Linked DNA regions of Mus musculus: regions 2 and 3 are each linked to region 1. The links are chromatin contacts, called in public HiChIP or PLAC-seq maps. All regions are on one chromosome and are shown on one strand. Each heading gives the region's core, a stretch centred on a gene start, on an enhancer-like site or on the middle of the called end of the contact. The rest is flanking DNA. Distances are from core to core; before and after follow the strand shown. Region 1 holds the start of 6330420H09Rik (RIKEN cDNA 6330420H09 gene). Region 2 has its middle 45 kb from the start of Gm51502. Region 3 has its middle 14 kb from the start of Gm51502.

The links. HiChIP or PLAC-seq counts read pairs in DNA pulled down with a chosen protein or histone mark.
Region 2: an H3K4me3 HiChIP or PLAC-seq map of craniofacial prominence shows a contact between it and region 1, with 4 times the contacts expected there. The contact joins the enhancer-like site here to the promoter of 6330420H09Rik in region 1. A contact is called at or near these places in 7 of 484 Hi-C or Micro-C datasets (embryonic stem cells, nephron progenitors and palatal mesenchyme), 1 of 115 datasets of contacts at active chromatin or transcription factors (craniofacial prominence) and 1 of 9 other capture datasets (embryonic stem cells).
Region 3: an H3K27ac HiChIP or PLAC-seq map of embryonic stem cells shows a contact between it and region 1, with 3 times the contacts expected there. The contact joins the enhancer-like site here to the promoter of 6330420H09Rik in region 1. A contact is called at or near these places in 9 of 484 Hi-C or Micro-C datasets (embryonic limb bud, granulosa cells, liver and 4 more) and 5 of 115 datasets of contacts at active chromatin or transcription factors (craniofacial prominence, embryonic basal ganglia, embryonic hindbrain and 2 more).

Annotation. Positions count from the first base shown.
Region 1 is chr7:135,852,702-135,855,401 of GRCm38.p6, forward strand. 6330420H09Rik (RIKEN cDNA 6330420H09 gene) reads left to right here and starts at 1,418. Exons shown (of 2, transcript NR_166518.1): 1 at 1,418-1,489; 2 at 2,203-2,700.
Region 2 is chr7:136,001,400-136,004,099 of GRCm38.p6, forward strand. No RefSeq gene overlaps it. Among named protein-coding and RNA genes, the nearest start is that of Gm51502, 45 kb to the right of the region's middle. Within about 2 kb of position 1,267, at least 12 of the 459 cell types and tissues checked have an H3K27ac peak or open chromatin away from gene starts, as enhancers often do. A contact at or near this core is called in craniofacial prominence, where this site is marked.
Region 3 is chr7:136,032,374-136,035,073 of GRCm38.p6, forward strand. No RefSeq gene overlaps it. Among named protein-coding and RNA genes, the nearest start is that of Gm51502, 14 kb to the right of the region's middle. Within about 2 kb of position 1,393, at least 6 of the 459 cell types and tissues checked have an H3K27ac peak or open chromatin away from gene starts, as enhancers often do. A contact at or near this core is called in embryonic stem cells, where this site is marked.

The sequences.
Region 1 (2,700 bases), core at 168-2,667:
CTGAACTAAGAGCTGCCTGAGACATCGTGGGTTTAGTCACTGCCACCCGTTCTAGCCTCCATGAAGACACCAAGGTCATGGGCCAGGTCTCCTCTGGGCTGGCTGAAGACCACAGGGGACAGAGACGAGCCACATTAATGAATGCCCATTACACACTGCTCAGGGGAGTTTGGGTATCAGAACAGGTTATTAACCAATTTCTGAGCTATGAGACTTCATTTTTGGTGTTAAGACAGAAAATACAAAATATTGCCCAACTGCAACAGGCTTGCACATGCAGTTAAAATGATAACTTCTAAGAGATATAAAGGTTTTGCACACAGAGTTTGTACCTGGGATCCATTTGAGCAAATATAGGTAAGGACATTCTTAAGAGGAAGGTTTGCTCTGCCTTGCCAGTTTCAGCATCTTTTGGAATGGGGCTTTCAAATTGAGTCAGTATAGACCTGGCCTCTGGCCACGCGGGTGGAATTGTGGGAAATAAGATCCCTGGAGAAAGGCCTGTCTGAGTTCATTTCTGGACACTACAACCAAGGTCTTTAGAATAGCAAGGGGGTCTTTCACAGTTAAGGGGAGACTCCCTCTTGCACAGGCCTGGGCCTCCACAAGGGAGCATGGTTACTCTCTCTCATGTGGGGTTTCAAGCAGGAACCATGCCCCACACCTCAAAGGCTGGACCAGCATGTGGACCCTAGGTGTCACAGGCATTGGGAATTCATGATGGCTGTATTTTTGAAGCAAGTTGCATCCGAGAGTCCTATGATCAGCAAACTGTCCTTGCCCCTCCCTCTTCAAGTAGACCCCAGCAGGGACAGCCCCGGGTCCTGCTAGCTTGCACCAAACTATGCCTGCCTCTGTGATCACCACCCGGGCTGCCAGGGCGCCTTTCCATCGGTTAATTAGAAGCCAAGTCGGTGGAGCCCCCCGCCCGCCGCCGCCCGCTCTGCCCGCCAGGGGCGCCCTCCCCGCTGCCCGCCGGCCCTTTGATCGCCCGCGGCCCGAGGCCCGCAGCTCGCAGCCCACACTGTGGCGGGCAGGTGGCGGCAGCGGGGCGCGGCGAGCTCAGGCGCACCGGTCCCCGGGCCGCGGCGCGCTCCCCGCCACGCCACACATCAAGGCCCGGCCGGCCGGCGGGCGCCTTCATTAGCAGCCTGAAATTATAATATTATGTTAAAGAACAAAGCTGCTCCCCAGAAAAATATGTGCTGCATATCTGACAAAGATAAATTGGATTATTCAAAATATTCTTGATGAAATGTTACATTTTGCAACTAATTATCAATCTGTTTTATCTGTAGACCAGCTGGGCATTTTTGTGCATGCAAGACCGGCCTCCGCAATGATCTTAAGATGTCACTGCGGCGTTTACATCTTTTATTTCAAGGTTTAAATAACTGGGAAGTAGCTAATGTAATTCACTGCTGAGAAGAAAGGCAAGCTTCTTGATTCCTTTCCAAAGCCATCTCTTCCTAATGAACTTCTTTGGACTGTGAGTAATGAGGCTTTATTCAAATAATGTTTAAGGAAGGCTCTGTCAGTGTAATCTTGGGGAAAAAAAGGAGGGGGGCAATGTTTAATACATTTAAAACATCTCTATTCATAGCGTATTAGCCCCCACCAGCCCACAACAGCACTTACCGGTGAAGACACTTGCTCTTGCCCGTGGGAGCTTCAACTTGCAGGCAGGTTTGCCCTCTTCTGCTGCACAAAGTGAAGACCACAGCCAGATCTTCTAGTACCGAGGGGCCTGAGAAACAGATGCGGCATTCTACATTTGTCCCTCCACCCCTAATTTTTTTCTATCTGGTTTTATCTTGGGGATTGTGCCGATATAGTTTAATTGAGTTGTGGGCATTCCCCCCGCCCCCCTCTGGTTTGAGACGGCAGTTGATTCTAGGTTGTTCACGTTTTCCTTGGATATTGGTAGCTAGAAAAGGCACTTGGTCTGCTTGTATGGGGACCGCAGTCACTCCCTACCTTCCAGGTAGCAAATGTATTTTGAGTGACCTTGTGTGACTGTGGACTCGCTCTCTCGCACAGATGTACTTTCTGACCCACCTGGCCTTTCAGTTGTAACTCAGAGACTAACGGAATCTTCCTGATTGGTGCTTTAGACTTTGGGTGTTTTTGTTTTTTGTTTTTTTGTTTGTTTGCTTGTTTTTTGTTTTCCGGGTTTTTGTATGTTTTGTTTTGTTTTTTCAGCTTTCTTTTGGCCAAGCTCCACGGAGAAGGCAAGGCTTCCCACTGTATGGATGAGGAACCGGAAGCCAAAGAAAGGGGATGCTGGGCTGTGCTCAGTGATACCCCGAGGATACCCAAGGGGCCTCAAAGGAGACACAGCCGGCACTGACACATGTTCTGAGCGCCCCACTTAGCAAAGGATGAAAGATGGAGTTGTAACCGCTGGGAGAAACATGTGGGGGACCTGTCACTGTGTGGATTTCCCTTCTCAGCTGAAAGGTCTTCAAAGTGCCTGTGAGGAGCATGCCAAGGAAAATCAACAGCCATTCTCCCACCGAAATGACAGAGCAGGCATCCTTCTTGCTCTCCTAATTGATATCATTGTGACTGCTTTTCCATAAAATTATCCCCAGACAGGTTCTCAGAGCTGTCACCAAGCCATTTGAAATTTTGCATGAAGCACGTCTCTGTATGTGTTGCCTCTCTGCATGACTTCTTTCTTTTCCTTCTTTGGGCCTG
Region 2 (2,700 bases), core at 17-2,516, 150 kb after region 1:
ATCACCCCAGTACACTGATGCACATGAAGAGCATGAGGCTGAGTGGCTGTGTTGTCTTGGAACTGGAATTAGGATACTAGCAAGGCCTAGTTTCCTGTTCTGCTATGATATTTCTGGAGAAAAAATGCCCAGGGCTCTTTTCCACCATATAATTTTCATTTCTGTTTGGCTTTCCCATCCCATAAAGAAAGAGCTTAGAATAATAAAGGTAACCTGTGTGTTTAAAATCCCAAATCCTTCATCTGAGTTCTCTAACTTGTCTAGATACTTGAATGAGAAGGATGGAGGCCAGGAGCCTGGCTGGGAGTGGCTGGGTCTCCTGTCACACAGTCTCCACCCCACATAATTAACCAGGTACTAGCAAACATCCCAGATGTCTTCCTTTTTGGCCTGTTGCCTGCCAACCCTATCTCTCCAAAGAGGTCTCTTAGACCAGCACAGTCTGAGGAGAAAAGGAAGAAGACATTGGCAACTCCCATGGGGCTGTTGCTCACTTCCTTTATATCTCACCAGGGCTGTTTGGTCAGCTCATCCTTCTTGGAAGATGGGGCTTTCTAGTATAAATTGAAGCTTGCTTTGACTGTTCCCAAGTAACTCTACTCTAGAGTACAGAGGGCTGAAGACCTCTGCCCTGTGTTCTGTCCCCACTGTACTCACTTGTTGACACAGCAGTGGGCTGAAGAAACAGGACTTCAGAGGGCTCTGGCCACACATAGTCAGCTTCCTGCCGAAGCCCTCCGTGATTGGTATAATTCTCCCGGGTGTTCCTGTATGTGGTGGATGCTAAGCCCTGTCTTCCCACTCACTCTAGCATCCCAGCGGGTCCCAGGCACCTTCCAGCCCACGGCTACATGTGTGGGGATGAATGTCCTTGGTGTTGAGGGTGCAGTGTGGTGTGAAAGGCCAGCATTAATCGCCAAATTAGAGTCCAGCAAACCTGGGCAGGTGAGAGGAAGTCTCGGAGCTTGATCAAAAACAGATTTCAGTTTCAGCTCTAAATAATGGGCTGCAGGGAGGCACGTCTGTAAATTATACAGGAAGCCTTCTTCAACAACTGATTCACCCTGACAGTTTTACTGGAGTGTATGAAAATGAGCATTAAAGATGTGATCTGTAGGCTTCCTTCCAGGAATTCCAATCTGGTTTCAATAAAATGGGAACACTGATTGGAAGTGAAGCTGCCTTCCGGTTTTGCCTTTGGCTATTTCGTGCTCACTCGTGAAACGACTGAATTCCACAACTACTTTTAATATTCACTTTTGAGTTCATCTCCCGCACTGGGCACATTGGAATGATTAAAATAGCCCTGCTCCCCACACCGGGTGCACTCTAATTTACAACAGTCCAGGTGCCGAAGACAAATGAGTCCTCCTGCTAAGTCCATTCTCCCTTTGCATGAAGTTGCTTTGCAGCACATCGAGGGCAGAATATTAATAGTAAAAAAAATTAAATAATATAATGCTGCTTGAGTAGATGCCTGGGGGAAAAGATTAAAGTTTGGTGCGAGGCAGAACTTGTGTGTTATGTGTTACTGCTCTGGTTGCGTCTCTCTCCCGCCTTTTCTGTTTCAATGTTGTGCTCGAGACTGCAGCAGTAACTGGGCAGGGACCTGAACTCCCCAAGGCTGCCTTCCTCTTGGTCAGCTGTGTGCTTGGAACTGGCCTTTCCCAGCAAGGGGTGAGACTGTATGGAGCCACCTGCAGCTGGTCTTCCCTACCACAGGCTCTGTTCTTAAGAGAACGTAAGAGAATTGAGGAGTGTGAAGACAGAAGGTAACCGACCAGTTCTTCTGGCATAATCCCATCAAAGCCCACTCATATTCTCTGCTAGCCATTGGGCTCATGGATCACAGGTCCCTCTTCATCCAGCTTCCTTAAGCTCTATTTGTGAGGAAAGGTGAAGGAGCAGCTTGTCTAGGTAGAGGGCAGAAGGAATGAATTGTTTTGCTTCCATTTTTTTTTTCACCAGAATACTTCCAGCTGGGAGAGGCCAAGAGGAAAAACCAGTGCTGGTATGTCTCACACTACCTCCCCATTCATTTATTCCTCCAAAGCAGCTATTATGGGATTTTTGAGTGGGCAAAAATTGGACCCAAACCCTTGGGGTGCTGGGCACCACTGGGAACCATGAATTCATTTAAAAATGTTTTTGTGGAGTTGCAAATGTTGGACTGTTTTATATGCAAAAATTCACATTTAATTTCCCCCGATCTTTTAAAAATCACAAAACCAGTCTTCATGCATTTAATTTAGTACGGAGCTTCATTGTATGTTTTTATTTCCATTTAAGGATGACTCTAAGCCATTTTGGTTTAGGATGCCTAAAGGCTTGGATGCAGTTGAGCCTGCTGAGAATGTTCAAGGTAAATTCTATTTCTTAAGGTGATGGACAAAGGATGCTAAATTAAAGACATTTTTCTTTCCCTTGCTTACCAGTTGCCAATTCTTTAAAAAAAATAATTCATTGACTAATGAATTAGTTAGAGAGGGTATTTTGTAGCCCAGGCTGGCCTCAAACTATGTGTTTGAAGATGGCCTTGAGCTTCTAATCCCCCTGTCTCCACCTCTTGAGTACTAGGATTACAGTTATGCACCACTATGCCTGGTTTATGAAGTTCTGGGCAAGCACTGTATCAGGTGAGCTACATCCCGGAATTCTTGAGCTACGTATGAGAGAATAAGTTCCCTGTTATAGAAAGTC
Region 3 (2,700 bases), core at 143-2,642, 180 kb after region 1:
CAAGGTCAGACTGAGCTACAACGAGATTTTGTCTCAAAAGACCAAAACTAACCACAAACTGAAGATGGGGCAGCTACAGTCAAGCATGCAGAGTGGAGGTAACTTCAGGACCATGGATGTCAGTTATGGGCCAAGAGGAGGGGTGTTCTCTTGATGAGGACTGGGCCCTTAGCTTGGCAGGATTGGTCTGAAAGGACAGTTGCATCCATGACACTCCCTAGAAGCTGGAAAGAAGACCTGTCCAGCTGCCTCTTATCAAATGCAGACCCTTTAGAGTGGAATCCTACTAAAGATGGACCCTTTAGCTTTTCTTTTCATAGATAAAGAAAGGGATAAGAATATTTCTTACTTCACAGAGTTGAACTCCAAGTGCCCTTCAAGTGTGTGGGCCACATAGTCTGTGCTGATCTTGGGAAGAAAGGCATCTGAAACACTTCCAGCATCGTTTCTGAGGGGATGAGGGTTCCTGTCTACTCTGACCCATTGTTTTCTTTCAGCATCTCTGATTCATGGATCCCATGCTAACTAGAGACTTGGTGGATGTACTCATTGAAGATGAAGTCTTTAAGTCAAAACTGGAAGACATGATATGGTTATAAAGCACTGGACTTCACTTCATCCCAAGAGTTCTAGATCAGCTTCCGAAGTTTGAGAACGCCAGGCCTTCTTTTATTTGTGACCACCTTCCCTTCCCAATTGTTTGGCCCATGGGGATTTAGCCCCAGCTCCAGATGCAGAAACAGGACTGCTTTTGAAATGGAGTATCTAGCTCTATGGCCGTGTAACAACTGAAGCTTCATTGTCAACCCTTGATTACATATATCCCTACTGGCCTCTAAAGATATGACTTGGCTGTGGTCTGAAACTCATTTTAGAATGACATCCTTCATGGAGTTGTACTGTGTAGTGAGGCCTTGAAGAAGGATAAATGTCATCCAAGAACCCAGATCCATTCTAACAGCAACGAGTTTGCCCTCCAAAGAGCTTACTGTTCTAAAGAAGCTGAGCTCCTCTGCTTCCTCCTCGTTTTTCACACGGGCCCACTGTACTATCGATGTGGAAAGACACTCTGACCAAGGTAAAGAAAGCATTTAACTAGGGGCTTGCTTACAGGCTCAGATGTTTAGTCCATTATCATCCTGGCAAAGGCATGGCACGAACAAGTTGTCAATCATGGCACTAGGGCAGCCACTGAGAATTACATCCTGATCTGCAGGCAGAGAGAAAGAAGACCCTGGGCCTACTGTGGGATTTTTTTGAAACCTCAAAGTCCACCCCAGTGAAATGCTCCCTCCAACAAGGCCACACCTCCCAATCCTCAAACCACTCCCTGATGAGTAAGCATTCAAATAGGAGAAGCAATAGGATAATTCTTATTCAAACAACTATGCCCACCTACTTCTTCTGTACCTTTGTGCTGTGACCTGAGCAGTTGAGGCTCTCTGCAGAAGCTATGCAGCCGGACCACACCCCACATTGAGCTCTGGAACTATGAGCTGAATGAACGACGTTTCTTTAAAAAAAAATCTAATCTCAAATATTCCGAATGAACAACGGAGAACGATCCCACATGCTGGACAGAAGGGAGGCTGTATGTCTATAGACACCCCCTTTAGAGCAGAAAGACTTTTAAGTGAAGAAAAACCCCAATTCTCTGAACTGGCCCAGAGGCTAAAAGCCCTTTCCCTTTTCTCTCAGCTCCAGTCCTAACTTAGATAACAGGGAGTCTCAACTAGTGGCTGCTGTCTGATACCCCAGATTTGTAATTATATACACATATTCCTTTGCTTTCTGCTCCTTGTTGTGTTCTTAGCTTAGTATGATACCCCAACCTAAGCTTCACGAAATTCATAGGAAGGTTCTACTGGGATCACCTTCTGTTCCTTAGCTATTTCCATCAGATTGGAATGTTCTATCCTGAAGTGGGACTCCCAATACTCAGGAAGTAAACAAAACAAGGCTCTAGAACCTTCCAAAATTTGCAAGACTGATAAGGCCCCTCCCAAGGGCTTATGCAAACAGCAACTGGCCCATCTGACTGCAAGTTGAACAGGAAGCACCAGGAAAGCAGCTTTCTTGAGTTGCCACTCAGGTGGACTTCTCTATGACATCATCTGCCCAGAAGTGACAAGGGCTAGACCCATCACTTCCTCAAATTTGAATCTGACTGACTTCTCTATTATTTTATTATATTTCTCACGTCTTTAGATTTTGGATTTTAGATGGTAGTGGCCTAACAGATAACATAAGGAATGAAAATAACTGTGTTTTTTATTTTTAAAAAAATTACCAGGATCAGGCTGTGGTGGCACACATCTCTAATCACAGTACCCCAAACTGGTCTACATCCGAGTTCCAGGACAGCCAGAACTATGTTGAGAGACCCCATCACAACAGAACAAAACAAAACCTCCCCAAACCCCAAATAAACAAACAAGCGAACAACAACAAAAGCTCCCAAGAGATTAGAATTTGTTAGCACTCAAAAACTTCACTAGAGGTGTCCAGAGAGGCCCAATAGCTTCATATCCCTTCCTCTGAACTTTGCCAGCCATGTAAAATGTGTATTTGCAAATATTAGGAAAGTGGCAGATTGTCATGTTTTGTGAGCCACTGTCCCAGTTAATTGAGACAACTAAAGACCACGTAGGGAGAAGCTGAGGGTGTCACCCAAGAAATCAGACTCCCCAGGCTGGCATA